2 separate regions of the Mus musculus genome follow, and region 2 is linked to region 1. Evidence: chromatin contacts called from public HiChIP or PLAC-seq data. All regions are on one chromosome and are shown on one strand. The core of a region is the stretch at or near the end of the contact, and the rest is flanking DNA. Distances in the headings are between cores, read along the strand shown.

Region 1 (7,829 bases), core at 2,217-4,716:
ACGTGGTTTCACCTCCTGGATTGGCTGGGGTAGCATTAACACTGAACTATAACCATGGCTGAGTCTGGGGTTTTCCTATGCCCCTTGTACTGGGCAAAGAACATATGGAGTTCTATGCCCAGGCTCAAGATCAAGGACTGGCAAGCCCTGGGTGACTCTCAGGGTTTCTGGCTCAAATATAGCATTAAATTAGGCATGGCGGAGTCCAAGCGGCTGGAGTGGAACAGAGGGCAGAGGTAGCACCAGAGGCAGGAATGCTCCAGTGGCTGCTATCCCAGCTAGGGCCAGTCCAAGAGCCCTGGCAGGCAGCTGGCATTCGCCAGAACCAGCTCCCTCCTCACGAGACAATGAGTCTACTGTTAACCGCCCAGAGACTTGATTAATATTTGCAAAAAAACAAAATGGAAAATTCCACCTGTGTGGGTGGAAGCTAGCCTCGGGGCATGTCAACAACCCTCAGGGCCCTGTTCTCTCCAGGACGGACACAGCAGAGCTTATGTATAGGTCTGAGGGAATTTTTCCATTTGAGAACATGGAGATATTAGAATAAAAAAAAAATTTAACCGTCTTGTCGCCCCTGCTCAAAATCTACGCAGCAAATTTAAACCTTTCAACTTGCTTTCCTCTGACTCTGTTTTCTTCTGAGTTTCCTGATGGCTCTGCTAGAGTGACAGGTAATGTCAGTTTCTTGGGGAAACTGAGGTGGCAAGAGACCAAGAGCTTTGGCCATGGCCAAGTGATAGCAAGTGAGTCGTAGAGCCAGGAAACCTGGAGGTTTGGAGTCTCAGCTGCAGTGGCCACACAGACCTGCTGGAAGTGTGGGTGATGGAGAGAGTCATCCTCCAGGCTCTGGCCATACCACACTACAGCCTTCTCCTACAGGATAGAAGAAAGCCAAAGCAATCTTCCCAGGTGTACAGGCTCAGGCATGGCCTTGGGGGAAGGCACGTGCTCATTTATTCATTTGTTCTGGGATTTAATGAGCAGCCGTTGAACCCCTGGACATGAAGGTTCCCAGTGCCAAGTAGCTCTAGTAGCCCTGCAGACAGAATGCATGACTACGGGCAGCATGTGGAGTCTCTGAAGATTGCTTCCGTCAGATTCCAGACACCTCTTCACTATGATGGCTCCCTCATTTAATTGTACAGGAAAGGAAACTGAGGCTCTGAGGAGAGCAGCAGCTTGCCATACATCCATGTGAAATAGCCAAGCCTTCTTTACTTCTGTGGCCCTGCCTCTGGTGGCCAGGCTTAGGCATGTAAGCAGGTGGGTCCACTCCAGCTGGTTATCTTAGAAGCCAAATGTTCAATCAACTTGCATCACTCTGGGGGTAAGGAGGGCACTTGTGGCAAGTTAGAGTCCTGAAGACAGGCAGGTACAGGCTCTTCGCCCAGCTATAACCCCGTCTGTAGCTGCAGGGCCTTGCTTGCATATTGTTCCACTGCACATGGGCCACGGGATACATGCCCCTGACCCAGAGACAGGGCAGTGTCCTCTCTAAGCCTGTCATCACTGGCCTTGGAGGTGGGTTGGTGGCACTTCTCAGGCAGTGTTCGGAGGCTGTCCTGGCATCCTTGCCTGAGTATTCTCCCATATCTTCCACCCCTTTCTACCCCCTTCACCCAACTCTTCCTCTCTCCTTTGCCACCAGATTCTTCTCCGGGATAAGAAACCCAACTAGCTGCCCTGAGCCATTTCTCAAAACAAGCCAATCAAGTACCCAATTCCTTATGTTTGTCCCACCTCCCCTTGCCAAGGTCAGGAGAGGTCGCTCCAGTTTCTGTGTGCATGTGACATCAAGAACTTTCCTGCCCGCCTTTCTGTCTCAGGGGCCAAGAAATGGCTGACTTGTCCCTGGACCTGACCTCTCTATCCCTGCTGTCCCAAAGCCCCTTGCCTTTTGCCTTGAGCTGACTACAGCAGGCTGTGTTCTGCCAGAGCAGCCCAGGGACTGGCACTCAGCTACTCACCGAGTAAACACGTGTTGGCAATCGGCTGTGACTTGCTCAGCTGAGAGGGAGTGCTCTCTACTTGCTCTGCACAGCCCCATGGGCTGTTTTTCAAAACTGGAAACTGATTGTTATCTAAACATCTGCCTGGCTCCTCAGCCCCATAGGGCAAAGTTCTCAGATAGAAGCTGGAAAACAAGGCCGTCTCCATTTTGTCTTCCCACCAGGGCAGGTACTCTGGCCTTGCATGTTCCTGTCACAGTGCTCAGCTCCATGCCAAGAGCATGCACCTTTGCACCCTGGTAGCAGGCAAGGGTTTACCGGTCAGAAAGGCTGCTATGAAAGCTTATTGTTCCCAGGAACCACTGAGCCTGAACGGCTCGCTGAGGTTGAGTGGGAGCCCAGGATGGCCCAGTTCCAGGCGAGGGTGGGGCTACAACCTCCCTTCTGTCAATCTCCTTGGTCAGGCACCAGAACAAGTTTCTCAGGAAACTATTCCTTGCAATCCAACAGAGGCTAGGGACGGAGCCTTCTCCAGGTGAATCAAAACCAGAATCTTCACCTGAAGTCTGTCTCACTGATGAATTTAGTCTGTATCCCAGTCGGGCTTCAGCAAATACAGCCACTTGACTCCACCCAACCTCTTAGCAGGGAGAAGCAGGACTTGTGCCTGAAGCTCTCTCCAATTCCACTGTCTACGTGTCTGGTGAGCCCAGCTCTGCTAACGATATAGGAAGGGCTGAAGCAGCAGAATTCCAGGCTCTGTAGCCCTTTCTCTAACCCCAAATGATACTGGGCTATCCCCCTCTCAAGCCATTTCATCTCAAAAGGATGGTCCCTGGCCCACCTTCCCAAAATTAAGGTCCGAGAGGTGGTGGAGAGTCGGGCAGATCTCACTCAGGCAGAAGCAGCACTGCCAAATGTCAGAACCTTAGCTCGGAACCCACAGTGCTGAGACACCAGCTTCGGGACCCCAGATGTAACCGCCAGGCCTCATTCTATAGGAGTACACTTAACCAGAAAGCCTGAGAGGCCAGGGGTGGAGATTCCTATCACTGTTACCTTGTAACTGTTAAGTTCCTGTCGCTAGTTCTCTCAAAACCCAGAAGGTTTCAGTGGCTTGAGCCCCTCCGCTTCAGGTCCTCACCCAGCCTAGGACCTGAAAAGCTAGCTACTCACCCGGGACAACTCCGCACCTGGGCCAGGACGCGAAGGACAGGAGCCAGGAGAGCCGAGAAGGCAGTGGCCGCTGATCCTCGCCCGCTGCTCTTTAACTGGCGTCCCGGGAGTGCCGCGAGCTGCTCCGTCTGGCTCCAGGCGCGGGTGCGGTCGCCCCACCTGGCCTGCGGCACACACCTGTGCGCGGGGCTCGACACGCCCCGCGCCTGCTGGAGCTTCAGTCCTCCCGGGCCTGAGTCATTCGCACCCCGCCTACCCCCGCGAGCCCCGAGGGCGACAAGGCGGCCACTTTACTGTCTTGGGACCAGGCCAGCGCCGGCTTGGGCAGGGCGGTACTGTGGGAGGCGGAGCCCGGAGAACTGCGGCGGGCGCCTGGATAAGAGGACCCTGGACCTCTGGCCCCAGCTCCGCGTGGTGGTGGGCGGTGGCCAGTGGCCGGGCCATGTTGCTAGTGTTGCTGATCTTGGCTGCATCGTGCAGGAGCGCCCTGCCTCGAGAGCCGGTAAGCATCCCCCTCCATTGTGGGCACCCTTTCGGTTCCCATCCGTTTAGCTGAACCCTGACAAGCGACAAGCGCCTGAAAACCTGCCAGCTCAACTGTCAAGGAATTGTCCATGAACCATCCTTAGAAAGGGGCCAGTTTGCACCCCTGAGCTAACCGCGATGGGTCTTGAACTCACACCACCCATCTATTGCCATCCTGGAAGGTATCAGTTGTCAGACTGCTTCCCAGGGGAATGAGGTTTAGAACTGTCACAGATGCCACCTGGGCATTTGAGTCGTAGTATTCTCCTCAAAAAGAAAAAGGGTGGTACTCAACTCACACAGGTATGCCTTGTCCTGGGTTAATGATGACAAACAAGACAGTACTGCTTACATCTGTGCTGCCCACCTCTTGGGTCAACAGACAGCCTGCATCAGTTTGCTTGCTTGCTTTTCCTTTCTGTCTAGGGCCATGTTAACTCCTGAAGGCAGCTTTCCTTTCTTCTCCAGTCCCCATGAATGAAAGAATCTTTCTAGGAGGGAAAAGCGCATCCTCAACAAGGCATTCAGATGCAAGCCCTGCTCTCTTCACACATTGGAAGGCATCCTTGGTGACTGTGGAAAGTCACAGCTTATTTATGGTGTCCTGAAGCCCTTGCCGTCTCTGTGCAAGAGAAAAAAACTGTCCTGGGGGCAGCTGTGAAGAACATTGAATGAACTCTGCAAAATGTAGAGCCCTCACCTGGCTTTTCCTACACACCTTGTCTTGCTCCCATTCAAGTAGAACTTGGTTCCTAGTAGGTGGCTCATTTGCTTAATAAGAGAATGTCACAAAGCAAAGGACAGTGGATGACATCATCCAAACCCCATTTGCTCCATCAAAACCTCTGCTTTCTGCCTTCACCAAGGTTTTGGAAATGAGAGAGCTGAGATCTTAAGAGTCCTTTGGGTTTGTCACATTGTGTCTTGCCACTGAAGATTACTGACAACTAAAATAAATGTTTTAGGCTCAATATACTATTTCCAAACTAGTACTCTTCCCTTTTAATGGAAACGTCAAAGGGTTTAGTAACTGGCCTTTCGTAGACAGTAGGGGGGTTTTACTTTTTTGAAAGCTGTTTTAGAAAGATGAGGTCACTGTCCCCAACGGATTTCTAAGTAGCTCAGCTGAGTTCTGGATCATTCAGAAGTATGATATGAGCTTGTGTGTGTGTGTGTGTGTGTGTCCTGCGGGCTGCAGTCATTGCTCCCCGCTTTCTTCTCCTCTTTGCATAGCCAATCTTTAATTTGAAGAAATTAATAAACATTACATGGTCCTGAAAACCAACAGTTAAGCATTAGATGATACAAGTGGCCTCACCGTGGCCCTCAGTAATCCGAGGCAGGGAAAGAAAGCATGCATGAGGCCTACCTGGTCTTCAAGGGGGTGAGCAGCTGCCAGAAAACCAGGTGTACCAATGGCTAAGCCAGGGCCCATCACAGCTACAGTGGGGCAGCTCAATTCCCCTCAAGTTGGAAAGTGCAATCAAACTAGCTCTTTTCTTTTAAAACATTTAAAGAATTGTATTTTTAATTTGTGTGTGTGTGTGTGTGTGTGCCCTCAGAAACCACGACTATGATTTCTGGAGCTAGAGTGACAGGCAATTGCTGTGAGTTGTCCAGTATGGGAGCTGGAGCCTAAATGCAGGTTTTCTGCAAGAACAATATGCTGTCTTAACCACTGATTCATCTCTCCAGCTCCCGGCTCATCTTTTCGTTGAAAACTTGTCACTTGTATATGCATCTAAGGAACAATATTGGTGTGGTGCCTAATTTGGTAAAGTGAGGAGTGTGGTTTACTGGCTTCAACATGACATTTGGTTTCTCTTTCCTGCAGACTATTCAGTGTGGCTCTGAGACAGGTGGGTACATTAGAGAACTGGGAAGGTCACGGGAGACCAGGCACAGTGTGTTGCGTGGCCTTGTTAACTAACAGGAATGAGGTTCTCATGAGGAAAGGCGGACTTTGGGGAGTAAGGGTGTGTTTGAAATGGGCTGGCCTCCCAGTGAATTAGCACACAGGCAGAGTGGGATGCACCATGCTACATGGGAAGCAGTACCTGTCACCCCACAGAGGGACAGAGATTAGGGTACAAGGGGTGATACCACTGTTGGGAGTAGGCAGCAAATGTTTTACACATAGGTACCCGACATGGTAGCCTTTGAAGAATGGGTGGGTTTTGTCGAAGAAGGTGACTAGGGAGAGTGAGTGAAAGGTTCAGTGGCAGCAAAGATGGGGCGTTAAAAAAGAGCTGTCATAGTGTCCTGGGTGGAGTCCTGGGTGAGGCTTGGAGAAAGGAGGACTGGTCTCATACACACACACACAAACACACAAACACACAAATACACAAACACTGTGTAGTTTGGGACCATAAGGCAGAGAGAATTTATTCAGGTGCATAAACCTGCCAGGATCCAGGAGTTTAGCTTTCCTTAGCAGAAGTGAGCTGTGAACAGGTGATGGAACAGGAGAGATCACTTGGAGGAAGTAACTTCTGACTGGGCCGGAAACAGGAGTATCAAATGAAGTCCCCTTGCCTCCTCCCAGGGCCATCTCCAGAGTGGATGGTCCAACACACACTCACTCCAGGAGACTTGAGGGACCTCCAAGTGGAACTCGTCAAGACAAGTGTGGCAGCAGAGGAGTTTTCAATTTTGATGAACATAAGCTGGATACTCCGGGCAGACGGTAAGTTTGCATCAGTCGTAGTGTCTACTAAACTAGAAACGGGAAGGACATAGGGCCCATTAATTCTACTCCTCGGCACATACCCCAGACATACACAGGCATATACTATCTTAGGATGTGTACAGTAGCACTATTCATAACAGCATGCAAATGCCCAAGAGCAAAAAGGAATCACAATGTGGAAACTTTGGAACTCAGTACAGCTATGAGAATTGTGTGTGTGTGTGACAATATGGATGTCACAAACACAAGCAGTCAGAGTACAAAGAGCTATACAGCTATATCTATAATCATGCCTACCGTGGGACATGAAAGAACAAAACAAGTGGTTTGACTTCAGGATGGGGTCTGGGGGCTACTCTGGCTTGGAAGTGACTTAAAGCCCAGGCAGCACTGGGCTGGGGGCAGTTCTTGGCTGGGTGTGTAAGTGTGCAAAGTCGCTGACAAGCAAAGGCTTTCCTCAGTCATACTTCATGGCAGAGATGACTCCCCTCATTTTAGGAAAAGCTCTGCTTAGGTTACGTTCCTACTTCTCAAATGATATCATCAAAGTCCTGGTGTTTTTTCCAGATTAGGTGGAGAGCAACATGCGAGTTCCTTGCACAAGCCAATCCTGGGGCCCTGATGACCACGCTTGTGGTTTCCATCTGCCAAAGTTAAACTTGGTTTAGTCAAGAGTACATTTGCTCAGCACCTGGGAAACTGACATAGGAGACTGTTACAAGTTTGAGGCCCATCTGGGCTATTTACTAGTTCCAGGACAGCTTGGGCTACAGGGTGAGACCTTGTCTCAAAAACTCAAGGAGGTTGTGGAAAGAGCCAGGAGAAGGGTCCCAGTGACCTGGGAAAACAAGTCACTGACAGGCTTCGTCAGCATGTTCTTCAGAGCAGTAGGAGAGGCAGCCAGGGATGCCCCAAGGGGTGATTGGATCTATGTGAGTGGGGTGGGGCTGGAAGGACCAGGGCATGGCCCCAGGACACTCCTGTGAGATGCTACAATAGGCTTAGGCCCTACACCAAGCAGGGTGAGGTCTTTGGTCGATCTTGTTATGGACTTTAAAGGGAGCTTGGAAATATAGGGATGGAGGAGCAGACAGACAGTATGGTCTGTATGGACATAGGGCTGTCAAAACAGGCATAGTCGGGTGCTGATGCTTGGAGGGTTTTAAAAAAAAAAAGTCAAAGCTAAAGCCTGAAGCATCCACTAAACCAGAAATAAGCACTGTATAGGACCCATTCGTTCCCTCCCTAGGCCTGAAAGAAATACCTATATGCATGCACTGAAAGACACACCCTAGGTTATGTGCAGATCCCAAGCAGTCATCTTAGACCAGGGCAGTTGCATCACTAACCACAGGCACTTTGTACAACTGAGGCCAGCCTAGGAGCAGCAGGGGTCTTGGGCTTGGGAATCCAAACTTGCACTTCCTGCTGATGAGCTGTGGAAGTTCAGGCAGAATTACCTCCCATCCCCCAGACTCCTAAAACCT
Region 2 (7,829 bases), core at 2,891-5,390, 120 kb before region 1:
TTCTTCTGGGCAGGCCGCAGGGCTCCTAACTCCTGAGTGGGTGGTGGGCAGTGGCTTCCCAGTGCTGCTCAGGTCCTGGTCTCCTTGAAGGGCTGGGAAAATGTCGGGAGACTTCAGTCCTCAAGGGCCAGTAGTGAAACCAGACAGCTATGGGTGTTTCTGTTCCTCCTGAGAGCTGGTCAAAGGTAACTGGATCTTGGAGGAGATACTGGCCTGCGGCTCAGGTAACACAGACACAACAAACGCATGCCCTAGTTATGCGATGATGAGGCCAGGCTCCCCGACTGCTCCTCTGAGTCTTTGACCTCACTGAAAGAAATGACCTGGTGAATTGGTATATGCCACTCCGAGGTGCTGCCCAGTTGCATAGACTCATGTGTGTGTGTGTACGTGCGCATATGTGTGTGCAAATGCATTTGTGTATGCCTGCCTCTGAATTTGTACAGCTGACAAGTATGGTTGTGAAACACGTAGTTTATAGAGTGAAAGTTGATGAGGAAATATCTGTGCGTTGGTTAAGGATACTAGGTATTGTGCTAGCTTGAGAAATGTCCATCATTTGGTTATTTTGTGAAGTATAGTTCAGAGTGGAAGCCAGGCCTGGTACTCCTCCATGTTAAAGAAAAAAACAGTGACCTGCCTCCTCAGGGAGTGGCTCCAGGTAGCGCCTCGCCTAGGCTGTCTATGCCACCAAGGATGAGCTAGGCAGCTTTCCAACATCCCCCTACCTGCAGCGGCACCCAGGTTCCTCCCAGCTCCTCCCCGCCCCCCAGCTTCTAGTGCTCTCCCCAGAGGTCCAACACCTGAAGTAGAAACAGACTTGTAACTCCTCCCTATGCAGATGGCCCTAGTGTGTTCCTGTAGGGGGTGACTGGCATCTGCAAACAGCAGGAGGTTCTGAGAGGTCTGCCTAAACCCTAGCAAAGCCCCAGCACTGACTCCTGCTGGGGAAAGAAGGGTAGTTACTCCATAAGATGCCATGGAGGCCTTAGGAGAAATGCACCTGTCCCCGGGTTTATCACATGAATTTTTGTAATCCTTCCTGCTTTGACTTTTATAGAGTTGCAATAGTCACCAGTACAGCTTGTTACTATCTCCAGGAACTGGGCTTGTCTGCTGGGTGTAGTGTGTAGACATGGGAATACTCAGTAGCATTTAAGCTTGTTCCAACCCTGTGGTATATCAGCCTACTTAAGCATCTCTACTGAAACTGTGGGTATGGTGTGCCACACAGGGGTGCATCCTGAGTGGGATGGGAGTGAGCTGACTACCCCTGTGGCAAGCCAGCTGCTTGGTCATCTGGGCACTCACGTCCTTTGCTGTGTACTTCCAGGAGCCTCTTCCAACACTGATGGATTCTTCTGTCTTGGTCGTTTTTAAAGTGTAGATGAGAACCTTTGAGGGCTAAGTGCAGGAAGGAGGCTCTACTCAGTCACTAGCATGAAAGTAAATGTGCGGTGTGTAGCCATGGAGGATAAAATGCTTAATGTGGAAGCTGGGCCCACAGCCCCGCCCCAGCCAGGCCCACAGCCCTACCCCAGCCAGACCTCTGCAGGGGGTGGGTGGAGCTGAACACCGGGCTACCCAGCTCTGCAGAGCTTCGGCCCCTTGCTCAAACTGAGGGACCTGATCAAGGTTCAAGCACACAATGTCTTCATCCTCTCCCTTCCAGAGCCCTGATGACATCATTCTGGAATAGACACCACACTCCTGGGGACCCTGTAAATGATGGTGACTGCAGGGTTGCTGTCCCTACAACATGCTAAATTAGACAGTAACTCCTCTTAAGTCAAAAAAAAAAAAATACACAGAGTGGTAGCCCACACTAACTCAGAAGTATAGTTGGCTGTTCACACTAGATGCTCCTGGACAGCAACGAGAGGGGCCTGGGCAAAATGACCACAAATTGGAGTGCTTTGCTTTCAGAGATCCTCCGGAGAGTTTTTCTGATACCATTGGCAGGGTCTGTGCTTGGACACCTTGCCCATGACCTGGAGCCAGGACTGACACCCAGTGTGCCTCATCCTGTTCAGTCCTGACTGACACCCAGTGTGCCTACAGCCTGTTCAGTCCTGACTGACACCCAGTGTGTCTACAGCCCTGAGGCAGATGCTCTTAACCATATAGATGAAGACATGGAGGCAGAGAGAAGCCAGGCCACAAGTGGGAGTTAGATTTAGGACTGATAAGCACATGATACTCTCTGGTACTGTCCTACCACCCCAGAGGATGAGTGGGAGAGTCTGAGGCAGGGAGGCCTCCTCATCCTCTGTGTAGCCTGGCCTCAGGGCTCCACAGTTCCCAGTGTTGGTTGCCATTCACAGTGTGGGGTTTGTTTCCTGCCTTTCTGCCTGCACAGCCTTGGGAAGCAGCTAAGAGTGGCACTCTAAGCACTCAGTAAGAGTGGCTCACTAATAATTAGCATAGATCCAGAGATGCAGAGTGATGTGGCCCCTTGGTCACAGGCCGGCCGTCACCTACCTGCCCCCATCAGATTGTAAAATGAAGCTATAGGGATGAAGAGCCACATCCTGCACTGACGATGGCATGCATGAGACCTCCAGAGTGCAAAAGCCACAAGACTTCTTCTGTTCAGAAGTTTACCTTTGAAAACTAGTAATGTTTCAATATGACAAATAAGAGAATTGTGGGGGCACTTAATATGGACAGAAATGGCCCTGAATGTGTGGTTCACACTGCCATTTTATCACTAGGAAATTGAAGTTCAAAGAGAGGCAGATGTTCTCATGAAGAGTGGGGCAGATCAGGGCCTGGAGATTCCCCCAAATGCACAGCACATGTTATGCTACCTCAGCCTCAGAAACCAGCAGCTATCCCAGGTCACAAAGAGAGGGACTCCTGGTGGGATCTGAAAAGAGTTTCCAGTGTGGTCTTCCGCACCTGTCAGTACAAGGGGCAACTTGCAACAAGCTGCTACAATGATATTACAGCCTAGTCTTACAGATGGGAGCATAGAACAGACAGGAGAAGGGGGCTGTGTGTGTGTGTGTGTGTGTGTGTGTGTGTGTGTGTGTACGCGAGTGCATGGGTCTTAATGGAGTACTTGCTGAAGGATATTCCTGTGTCAGATGATGAGACTTCCTAATTTGTTTCTTTCCCTGTGTCCCGCCCCCTCCCCCCACCATGGGTTCCAAAGTGAATGGAGGTTTGTAGTTGGTTGCTTTGAATTCAAGGAAAAGGAACAGGAGAGTCCCAGGAGTGTAATCAGTTGGTGTTCATTTGGCCTCTGCTTCTGAAACCTGGGCCTGGATGTAGCTGCTAAGCCTCCCGCAGCGACAAGCTCAGCTTCTTGTGTGTTCACAAAGGGCTCAGGGACTTCCCTTTGTGCCCTTGGGAGACAGGGCTCTCTGACCTCTGGGTCTATGAGTCAGGTCCCACTTTCTCCTTGCAGTGAGCTTTCTCTCTCTCTCCTCAGCAGGGATGGAAGCCACACAGTCAGTAGAGAGAACAGTAACCCTCCACCCCACCCCCACCCCCAGTCCCACCCCACCCCCACCCCCAGCCTCGACTGGGGCTCACAGTGTCCACCACCGTTCTATAGGCACTGCTAACAGTTTTTGTAGATGAAGTTTGAGGTGTCCTTGCTCAGGGGAACTGCCTGACCACAGGAGCAAGGCTTTCGTGCGGGTAGTGTAAGGTTCTGAACACTGGGGCTCTGCCTCAGGAAAGAGATGTCCATGAGCCTAGGTAGCTTCCCCAGCTTCAGTTTGGGCTTCCTCCCCCTCTCAGCTCCACTCTGTCTCCCAGCATAATCAGGCATCTTTCCCAAGGGCATCTTGCACAGACTCCTGAGGTAGCTCCATTCAGGGACATCTGCCCCTCACCTTCCAGGTGACCACATGTCAGACGTTGGCTCTGGGGGATCCAGGGACCTCCAAGCACTAGTAGGCCCGTTTTACATCTCTTCCCCTTCTTCTAAGGATCCTGACATGGACCTAGGTCTCAGAGACATCAGACCTGGGACTGAAGTTGGCCCTGCCCTGCTCGATGATTGGCAAGAGCCCTCACCTGCTCTCTGCTCCAAGGCTTTCCTTCTGCTTTCATAGCGCTCCAGTGCTGGCTTATTCAGGAAGTACCTTCCCTATGCTGGCCGTACACTCTCGGTGGAGCTTAGACATCCAATCAACTGCCACAGACTGAGTGGAGCTCCTGACATTTGAAAAACGTTTATGCACGTGTCTCTATGCACTGCCTCCTCCAACTGTAATAGCTTGTCTTTGGTGTGCTGTAAAGACCTCTCCATGAGCCGTGAACTCTGCAGAAGGGGCCAGTGGAAGCATTCCCATACTGAGATATTTGTATACCTTCTCTGTAGTGCTGTGATAGAGAGAACAGGCCTGTGCCAGGCCTGCCGGCTCCATTCACTGTGACACCATGGCTTCTTTTCTTGGGAAGCATTTGGGTCACCAGAATTGTCTCTTGCAGGTGATATTGGCTTTCTCTGCAGCCACTGAAAGCGTAGGCTCAGCCTGGCACGCCTGATAGCCCTCCTTCCGGCATCCTGAGAGTCTGCACCTGGCCCACCGCCTGGCATGTCATGCCACAGCACGCTGTCTAAAGCACTTTTCTTCTCCCCACAGCTAGCATGCCCACCAGCGAGACTGAATCTGTCAACACAGAGAACGTAAGTGGTGAAGGCGAGACCCAGGGATGCTGTGGAACTCTCTGGTGAGTGTGGAGGCTGCTCAGCCTCCTTACCCCACTTTGGAGATGCTAGCGCTGAGAGGGTACCCCCAGAGGACAGTGGAGTCCTTGGGCTCTGGAAGGAGATCAGCTGTGCTCCAACAGGCTGCCTCCAGCCCTTTGGTACCCCTCCTCCTATACCAGGTCTGCTGGGGCATCTCAGCATCTTGCCTGCCTCTGCTGTGACGTTGTCTGCCTAAGGCAGGGCATGGGAAGTGTGCTTTTTAACCCAGCCACCTGCTCTGTTCATTAGGTGCTGGTGGAAAAGAAGAGGCGCGGCCAAGACCGGGCCCTCTGGGTGTCGGCGGTGGGGGTAAAGGCTGATTTCTCCTCCCACTTGGGTTTGGTATCTGTGCTTTGAAGGAAGAGCTTGAATGGCAGAGTTGCTGGCTAGAATGTGCCACATACTTAAATCTTCCTTCACCCATGGGACCTTCCAACCCCATCCCGGCAGCTGGATCCGGAGGTCCCGCCCTCCACTGCTCAAGGCCCCGTGTTTTGGAGCTGTGTTTGCACTGCCCTTTCCTGACCACGTGGGGCGCTATCCCCTTGAGGGTTCCCAGGCTTTTCTCTAGATAACTGGGCTGCAGTAGCAGGGTTGGGGCAGCAATGCAGAATGTGCCAAGAACTGCCTGCTTTGGGGAGCCCGGTGCTGATTTGACTTGTTTGCTTCTTGCCTGCATCGTTTACATCTTATTCCTCCAAAGGACGGGTGTCATCTTTAAGAGAACTCAACCTCATTTGGGGCAGAGGTTCATAAATATGACACACACACTATTGGGAGGTATGGCGATGGCTCATGGAGCGATTCACCCCTGTTCTCCTGCTCTGCCCTCTCTATGACGTGAAGTGGGCTGGGAATGGATTTGCTGTCCCCATTTTACAGATGAGAACACTGAGCTTTGCAAGGCATGCTGTGTCCCCACCCTTACCCTTGCTGTGATCGCAGGAGCCAGGCAGGAGCAACAGTTGCTACTGTTGAGACTGGGGTTGCAGGCCACAGTGGCCCAGCAAACTGGCTTCCGCTAGAGGGAGGGAAAGGAGAAGGACCCTGCACCGGTCCATGGCCAGTCCGGAAATCTGAGCCTTCTCTTGTGCCTGGGCCCTTGGGGGTGCTCCTGGCACACCGTTAGCACCTTGACATCTGCTCTGGCCTTAACCAACTGGCCAGCTATTAAGAATCAGCCACGGGGAACCAGAGTCCTGGCTTCTGTGCATGGCTTTAGCCATCTCTACTTCAGTGATGGGCACTTGAGCTGAACCTTCCGCATGGGAGTCTTAACACTGTTTTCTTCCCTTTCAGTCAGGCCATCTCGAAATCCAAACTCAGGTCAGTTCTTTCAACTTGCTTTCCCTCCCTCCCTCCCTCCCCCCCTCTCGCCCCTCCCCCTCTCTCGCCCCTCCCTCCCTCTCTCCCTCCTTTCCTTCCTTTTTTTCCCCCTCAGAGCTTGCATTACGGTTTTTATGTTATGTTTTAAATTCTGACTTTTATGTAGAATTGGTCTAGACTTGAGTTTAAACATGGATTCCCAGATTTCAGTCAGTCTTTAAGTCTTACAGCACTGCCTCGGGGAGCAGGACGGAGCATCAGCTTTTAGGCAGGAGCACATTTGCCTCTTTAGCAACCCTCCAGTCACTTCTCAGAAAGATTCTCCACAAAAGAAGGTACAGGAGTCTAAGGCACCTAGTAGTGTTCAGTTTCCAGCCCTGGATGCAGGCTGTGTGTTCATCTTGTAAGTCCCCACATGCATTTTGTGTTCTCTTCTTATGTGTTCTTTTCAATTAAAGACATTTCCCTGCTGTATGCAAACAGTAGTCATAAAACTAAGAAATAAAACCTCACCCTGTAGAAACTCCGAAAGAAAACGGGAGAGAAAGCACTGTGACCACAGGTTAGACAAAGACTTCTTAAAGATCATTGCCCAGGACATGATCCATATGAGAGAAAAATGATAGATTGATCCCCATAAGAATTAAAGCATCTAACTTTATTTTATTATAAAATCAAAAGAATAAGCCACAGACCTGATCAAAATATTTGCAAGTCATATTTGATAAAAGGCTAGATCTAATATGTAATCTAATATGTGATCTAATATGTGAAGAAAATAATATGTAGAGAGACAGTATTAATGGCAAACAGCCCTATAAAAGTGGAAAGAAGGTTCCAGCACACAGTTCACAAGAAGAAAGCTGCATGGTATATAAGCAAAGAAATGAGGAGGACATTGCTGGGTGTTTTGGGCAGTGCTGGCAGGCATGTTATATGACACAATCATTTTGAAAAAGCCTTTAGTAGTCGCTTATAAAGCTACAGTAATGATATGACCTAGCAATTCTAATTATACGGTATCTATGTAAGAGAAAGAAACTTACACTAAAAGTATATGTGTTTGTAGTGGGTTTATTCATAATTATTTTAAAGTAGAAATAACCCAATGTCCATCAAATGGTACAGTGAGCAGATCAGTTGTGATTTATCCATGTGGTACAGTACTTCTCAGTGACAGGGAGAAGGGAGTGTTACTGAGAGGGCCACTAAGAGGGCTTAGTGGGAAAGGTGCTTGCTGTGCAAGCCAAGCGACCTGAGTTCTAGCGCCAGAACCCACATAAAGATGGAGGAGAAGCAACTCAACCAAGCTGTCCCCAACTTCCATGTGCATGTGCACCCTACACAAGACACACATATGTGCACATGCACACACACAACATTAGGTTGTTTTGTTTTGTTTTTTAATTACTGATAATGTTAGCAATACTGATGAATCTCAAAAACATTTTGGGGTGAGGAAAATGAAGCCTCGAAATGACACATATGATGATTCTGGTTAGTAAACAGCAGTGAGCAGAGAAGACAGACCAGTAGTCCTGAGCTGGGGATGGGGCATGAATGGACTCACATGACTGATGGAAGTGGTCTGTATTCCGACTAAGCATAGACCTCAAAAAGAATAAACCTGCTGCAAGTAATTTTATCTCAACCTGAGTCTGAATAAAACTTAATGAGTTTGTCTTAGTCAGGGTTTCTATTCCTGCACAAACATCATGACCAAGAAGCAAGTTGGGGAGGAAAGGGTTTATTCGGCTTACACTTCCATACTGCTGTTCATCACCAAGGAAGTCAG

The links. HiChIP or PLAC-seq counts read pairs in DNA pulled down with a chosen protein or histone mark.
Region 2: an H3K4me3 HiChIP or PLAC-seq map of the SCID.adh cell line shows a contact between it and region 1, with 15 read pairs. The contact joins the enhancer-like site here to the promoter of Il17rb in region 1. A contact is called at or near these places in 4 of 39 promoter capture datasets (the 3T3-L1 cell line, the HPC-7 cell line and embryonic stem cells), 3 of 484 Hi-C or Micro-C datasets (embryonic fibroblasts, mammary gland and myocytes), 2 of 115 datasets of contacts at active chromatin or transcription factors (the SCID.adh cell line and T-cell acute lymphoblastic leukemia) and 2 of 9 other capture datasets (adipose tissue and embryonic stem cells).

The regions. Positions count from the first base shown.
Region 1 is chr14:30,004,533-30,012,361 of GRCm38.p6, reverse strand. Il17rb (interleukin 17 receptor B) reads left to right here and starts at 3,466. Exons shown (of 11, transcript NM_019583.3): 1 at 3,466-3,630; 2 at 5,488-5,512; 3 at 6,199-6,339. The coding sequence starts at 3,571. It overlaps Chdh (choline dehydrogenase), which reads right to left and starts at 3,362. Exons shown (of 8, transcript NM_001136240.1): 1 at 3,129-3,362.
Region 2 is chr14:30,126,977-30,134,805 of GRCm38.p6, reverse strand. It overlaps Cacna1d (calcium channel, voltage-dependent, L type, alpha 1D subunit), which reads left to right. Exons shown (of 47, transcript NM_001083616.2): 10 at 4,602-4,689; 11 at 6,008-6,034. Among named protein-coding and RNA genes, the nearest start is that of Gm52106, 58 kb to the right of the region's middle. Within about 2 kb of position 4,140, at least 8 of the 459 cell types and tissues checked have an H3K27ac peak or open chromatin away from gene starts, as enhancers often do. A contact at or near this core is called in the SCID.adh cell line, where this site is marked.